Regions from separate parts of the Anas platyrhynchos genome. Here region 2 is linked to region 1. The links are chromatin contacts, called in public Hi-C maps. All regions are on one chromosome and are shown on one strand. Each heading gives the region's core, a stretch centred on a gene start, on an enhancer-like site or on the middle of the called end of the contact. The rest is flanking DNA. Distances are from core to core; before and after follow the strand shown. Region 1 overlaps BPGM (bisphosphoglycerate mutase). Region 2 overlaps CALD1 (caldesmon 1).

The links. Hi-C and Micro-C count contacts between places; a contact is called where the count stands out from the background.
Region 2: a contact with region 1 is called in a Hi-C map of skeletal muscle, with 2.6 times the contacts expected there. The contact joins two enhancer-like sites. A contact is called at or near these places in 3 of 8 Hi-C or Micro-C datasets (liver, skeletal muscle and subcutaneous adipose tissue).

The regions. Positions count from the first base shown.
Region 1 is chr1:65,640,915-65,643,759 of IASCAAS_PekinDuck_T2T, forward strand. The region is part of intron 2 of BPGM (bisphosphoglycerate mutase); the gene reads left to right. Among named protein-coding and RNA genes, the nearest start is that of BPGM, 11 kb to the left of the region's middle. Within about 2 kb of position 1,592, at least 2 of the 8 cell types and tissues checked have an H3K27ac peak or open chromatin away from gene starts, as enhancers often do.
Region 2 is chr1:65,898,149-65,900,848 of IASCAAS_PekinDuck_T2T, forward strand. All of the region lies in intron 7 of CALD1 (caldesmon 1), which reads left to right. Among named protein-coding and RNA genes, the nearest start is that of CALD1, 230 kb to the left of the region's middle. Within about 2 kb of position 1,388, at least 1 of the 8 cell types and tissues checked has an H3K27ac peak or open chromatin away from gene starts, as enhancers often do.

The DNA.
Region 1 (2,845 bases), core at 342-2,841:
CTTTCCAGCTGGGCAGTCCCCAGCACGTCCTGATGCATGGGGCTGTTGCTCCCCAGGGGCAGGGCTCTGGGCTTCTCCTCGTGGGACTCCATGAGCTTCTGTCAGCCCACTTCTCCAGCCCAGGTTCCTCTGGGTGGCAGCAAGGCCTTCTGGTGTATCAGCTGCTCCTTCAGGTTTTGTCATCTGGTGGTACATGTTTTGCCCCATCATCTAGGCTATTACTGATGTTGAACAGGCCTGGACCCATCCCAGGGGTACACCATTAGTTACTGGTCATAAATTAGTCTTTAAAGTACTGGTCTTCACCCTCAGAGCTCAGCCATTCAGCCAGTCAAGGTCTTTGACCAGCTCTTCAAACTATATTGGCTTTTTTTGTTGCTCTGACCATAAGAATGGGAGGAAGATGTGGGAAGAATATGGGAGAGGGAGGGAGAAGCTGAACCATCTCTTGTAGGATTTGGCTGTAGGTGCTGAAAACTAAGCCCCACGGGGTTTGTCTCTGCAGGACTTGCCAGGGTGCCAGTACTTCAGAGCTACCAGATAAAAGTGAACTTTTAAGCTTGAGATTTGTGGAGAAATGTACTTTGTAGTAGACCTGTGAAGATAATACTGAAGGACTGTCTACCAGTCAAAGTCCCCCCCTGTGTATTTCACACCTTGAAGAGAAGTAGCAGCCTGTTTGATCATCCAGATCAGTTAAATGAAGTTTAAGTGAGATGGAATAGTTCTAAATGTGACTCTGAAAAATCTTTAAGTGCTGTAGCAAATTCTTATCGTCCTGTACCTAATTGCTTCCTGCTGTACAGCTAATAAAGAACCGATGCTTCAGAGGTGCTCAAAAGAACATGGAGAAAGCCCACTTGAAGAAGGTGGCTGACCAGTCAGCATTTTATCTGGCCTCCTAAAGAAGGCTCTGAGTACTTTGGTAATGTCTGTATTCTCATGATTACTTTCTTAGGGATGATTAAACCTCTCTAGGGGAAAATCTGCTTCCAGCAGCACAGACTCAGCCCTGCTGAAGAATACTTAAGCATCAGTATTACACTAGAGGGAAGAGTGTTGCTGCTTCAATGGTCTCATTTCCTGTGGCACCTCATAGTCAGCAGTTGAGTTCTTGTCCTCACTTCACTCTCCTTCATGTATGAGATTGGATGCAGTTGTAACACAGGCCAGGTCAAATGAAATGCAGGAAAAGGTCACTGTGCTATAGTTAAAGCACATGAAGTAACCAGATAGCAGTTTAGCTTGCTCTTGGAAGGGCCAGAGTGTAAGATGTGATCTCTTACTGTCTTCCTAGCCTGCTGGGGGTGTCCTCCAGGCATTTTGCTTGCAAACTGAGGGGCTTGTGTCAAGCCTGATCAATATCTCTCTGGCTGGAGAAAAGTGCTATACAAATAGAGTAACAATGCTGAAATAAAGCAGCAGGACACTATTGGCTCTTTAGGATTTTCATGTCTCAACCCAAAACTCCAGCCTTCTGCCTGTGAGGCAATGCTTCCACAGGAGGAAAAATCCCAGTGAGAAAGCCAACATTCTTGCCACAGCTTGTTTATCCCAGGCTGTACTTCTTATTTGTACATCCATACTGGTTGTCTCTGGTGTGGTCGCTGTGTTTGCCACAAAGGTAAAATGCATTTCTGAGTCTGTGTAGCAACAGCCACTTTTATTTAATCCAGATTTAGAGGAAACCTTTAAATATCCAGGCAGCTGACTGCATTGTGGTTTGCCTAAATTCTCCTGTATGACTTCATCTGCTTTGTTTAAATCTGGATGGTTTAGTCTGGGAGGCTGAATGAGAGGTGGGCAGAACGCTTCCTAGGGCCAGATTTTTGGTGGATAGGTGGTGATGTGTATGTTGTTAAAATCCGTGTTTAAGAACCATGAAAATAAGATCTCAGACAACTTGGCTGCTTGTTTTGCAAACCAAAGTCCTTGAGGAAAATGTTTGTGCCTAGTAAATGGACTTTCCCATTGTGCGTGGTTACAAAACTGTAGATGCTCCTTGGTGCTGTGATGTAGGTCTGGGATCCTACTCCCTATAACACATGAATTTACCCTTGTATACAGGGATCTATTCAACTGGCTGAGTATGTGACTTTCTTGATGAACTGATGGTTCAATACAAAACAAGGAGCTTCTTGCAAGGGTTTATCTGTTTCTTGCCCCATTTCCTTCTGAAACAGCTGATCTACAGCTAAACCAAGTGCTTGGTCTAACCAAAACAAGAACAGGTCACTGCAAAAACTTTGTGTTTGTGTAGTCTCAGGGTGGTGGCATAAAATGATTGTCACCTCCTGATTACTTGTTTTTTCTGACCTGCTGTCATACCACTGTTGCTGAGTGGCTAGACTTTGTTTTTCTCAATGTGTTGGCTCTGCTCTTTCACTTAATGTGAAGAGTACTGGTAAATTTGCACCCGTGTGTTCGGAGAGCCACCTGTTTTGTCAGCTGCTCAAGAGAATGTTTTCTTGTCCTGTAGTTTATATGGAGTCATTGTTTTTAGAAGCTTGTGTGATTTTTTTTTTTTTTGTAAGCATGAATTACTTGAAGGTGTCCTACTTCTCAACAGCAGACAGGCTGAGACCTCAAGTGCTTCTTAAAGCAGAGATGGAAGGGGAAATGCTGACATTCCTCCAATTCTGGACAGAAGAAAGTTGACGTTATCAGGAGTAATGTCTCCAGTCATTGCTCTTTAATGCAAACATTTAAACTCATTAAAATTTTTTACTAGAGGTTTGGTCTCAATTCACTTGATACTTTAGACTAGCATGCTTGATGTCAACATACTCAGTGGTTTCATTGAGACTGGAGCCCCAGAATACTTAAAATGCATGAAATTTTCTCT
Region 2 (2,700 bases), core at 138-2,637, 260 kb after region 1:
CTAATATCTGCACAGAGTCCAGTAATGACCAGATTTTTCCAGATTTTGTAGTGTCTAATATTTTTAATCAGATCTCAACCTTAAATAACTCATTTTCCAATTATACCTCTGCTTTTAATCAGACTGCATATCAGTACGAAGCACAATTCAATTGGTAACTCTTGATAGAACTTCTCTCTTGATTTCAAGGCAAACCTTCAAATTAGTGGCTTATCTACAAAAGTGAGTTTTCAGTTAGATGAAAACCTCTCCTAGCCTATATATATATATGTATATATATATATATATACACACATATATTTGTCTTTTTAAAAGTTGCATTGTTATATATATATATATTTTTCTTTTGAAAGAAACACTGGCCTTGTGGCTGTATTGGGAAATTCAGTGAAGGTAACAAATTGCTAAGGAAGTTTATTAAAAAGGGATTCTGCCTGCTAAAAGGAAGGGAATAAATGAAACAGAGCACAAATTCTTCCTTCTAGCAGAGGAACATGAGTTGGTTAGAAAACTTTTTTTTTTTCCTTCTGCACTTCTCTTTCTCTTTTACATTGGCACAGGCAAAGAAAAGGTTAAAATCTCCAGGCATGCTTAGAAATCCATGTAGGTCAGATGGGTTTTGCTGTTATATCTCAGCATTCCCCTTGTGATTCTTCCGGGAAAACCAAACTTTCTCAAAATAAAATGCAGTTCATAAGGCCCTGGAGACACCCTGACCTAAGGCCAAAAGACAGAGGGAGTCAGGCAGCATGGAGATGGGATAGCAGGAAATGGGCCTTGCTTAGAACTGTCCTGCATCATGACTTGGGTCATATCATCAATAACATGAGAACGGTTTTCTAAAAATATTTTTGTTGTGTTTTCATTTGGTTCACTTCCTGTGGGAGACAGGACTTAGTGGCAACATGTAGATCTGTATTTCCACTCATTTTTTCTTCTCCTGTTTTTTTTTCCACTCTTTCCCAAATGTGTGAAGAAGTGTGTCTAACCTAAGGCTTTCTTTGGAACTGTCTTCTTGTTTTTACATGAACACATCAGATACTCATTAGGAAGCATGTAACTTGGCTAACTCTCAATGGTGAGGATTGAGAATAAAATAGGGTAGTGAAGGCTAAAGAAAAATCTTATCTGCGTCTCGTTTGTCCATGTCAGCCAGAAAATTACTGAAAAAAAAATACATATATTTTACAGTTTCTCTTTCCCATCTCCCCTCCCACCTACCTTTCTCCCCATTTTCATGCAGGACTGGAAAAGTCCTAAATATGAAGTAACACGTTCTTCACATTGTTCTGACATTTTTGGCTCCCACAAACCACTACTTCCCTTTTCCTCCTTGTCTGAAAGCTGGCAACCAATTTCATTTCTTAGCACCAAAGAGGTACTTATGAAACTATTCCTCCACCCAGCATCTCAATGCTAATTTCTCAATCTTGACAATAGGGAATGGAGATTCCCAGAATCTGTTGAAAACAGAGGATTTTGGGAGCTGGAGGAAAATACAGAGAATTACTGCCAGCTTATTGTTTCCTATTTCAGATTATGCGGAGCCAGTAGGGGAAGTCCTGTGTGCTGCATGAGAATAAAATGAACTAGAAACTTAAATGATCTTCACTGTAAGAAGGACAAAACAGTCACCTGAGGTCTCCAAAGAAAAAAAATAAAATTAAGACTAGATTCTACTTTTGGCTTTTATGAGTTGAAGGTTGAGAGTACTTGTTGATTTCTTTGAGGCCATCTGCACTGAAGTCAGTAAGGACTAACCTTTCTCATATACTGATATAAAACAGAGCAGTTATTTATTAAGAGAATCGGAGTAACTGGTATGTTCTTAGCTCTCTTAATTTTGAGTGCTGAGCATTTGCCCTTGCCAGTGATATCATTATACCTATCAAAGGTGACCTCTTTCACCATTTTGTAGATCTGGCTGGGCTGACAACACTGAGTTTAGAGGGCAAGAGCAATAAATACATAAACAAATAAATAAATAATTAATAAATGAGTTTCCTGGGATGTTTGTTACAGAGGTTGCAAGCCTACAATGAAGCAGGAAAGCCTTAGAAAAAATGGATTTCTTGTGGGCTGCACAGGATAAATGAATTGGATCTTTAGAAATACTTGGTGCCCTATGGGATTCATGGGTTGTTCTGGATTCTTGTGACCTCTGTGAACTAAATCAGAGGTATTTCAGGGTGAACACCCAAAAGTTTACCTCAAACCTCAAGTTTTGATCCTTGCTTTGTTTTTGAATAGTCTAAGTGAAATTTCAAATAAAGCTTCCAATGTTTTCTCACAATGTTTTAGTTATTTGTATATATGTTTTATATTAAAAAAGCACAAGGGTTCCTCTCTTTAAATAGGTGTCACTATCTGATGCAAGCCCCTATCAGTGACCGTGACCCCTCACAACAACATGACTCTTATGGTGGAAGGTAACCTTCTGGTTCTACTTTCCTGGGTTAAGTAATTGCACTGCAAAAACACATTCAGGAATAGGACCTAGAGGAAAAAAAAAAAAAAAAAAAAAAAAAAAAAAAAAAAAAGGATTGTGGTCAGGTGATGTTAGGGAAATATGTTCTATGTACCTAAAACTCTAGATTAGAAAATCAAGTATGAAAGTGTCTTAGGGATACATAAATTCACAGATATCTGGGAGCTTTTTTTGTTTTTGTGTGTTTTTTTTTGTTTTTTGTTTTTTGTTTT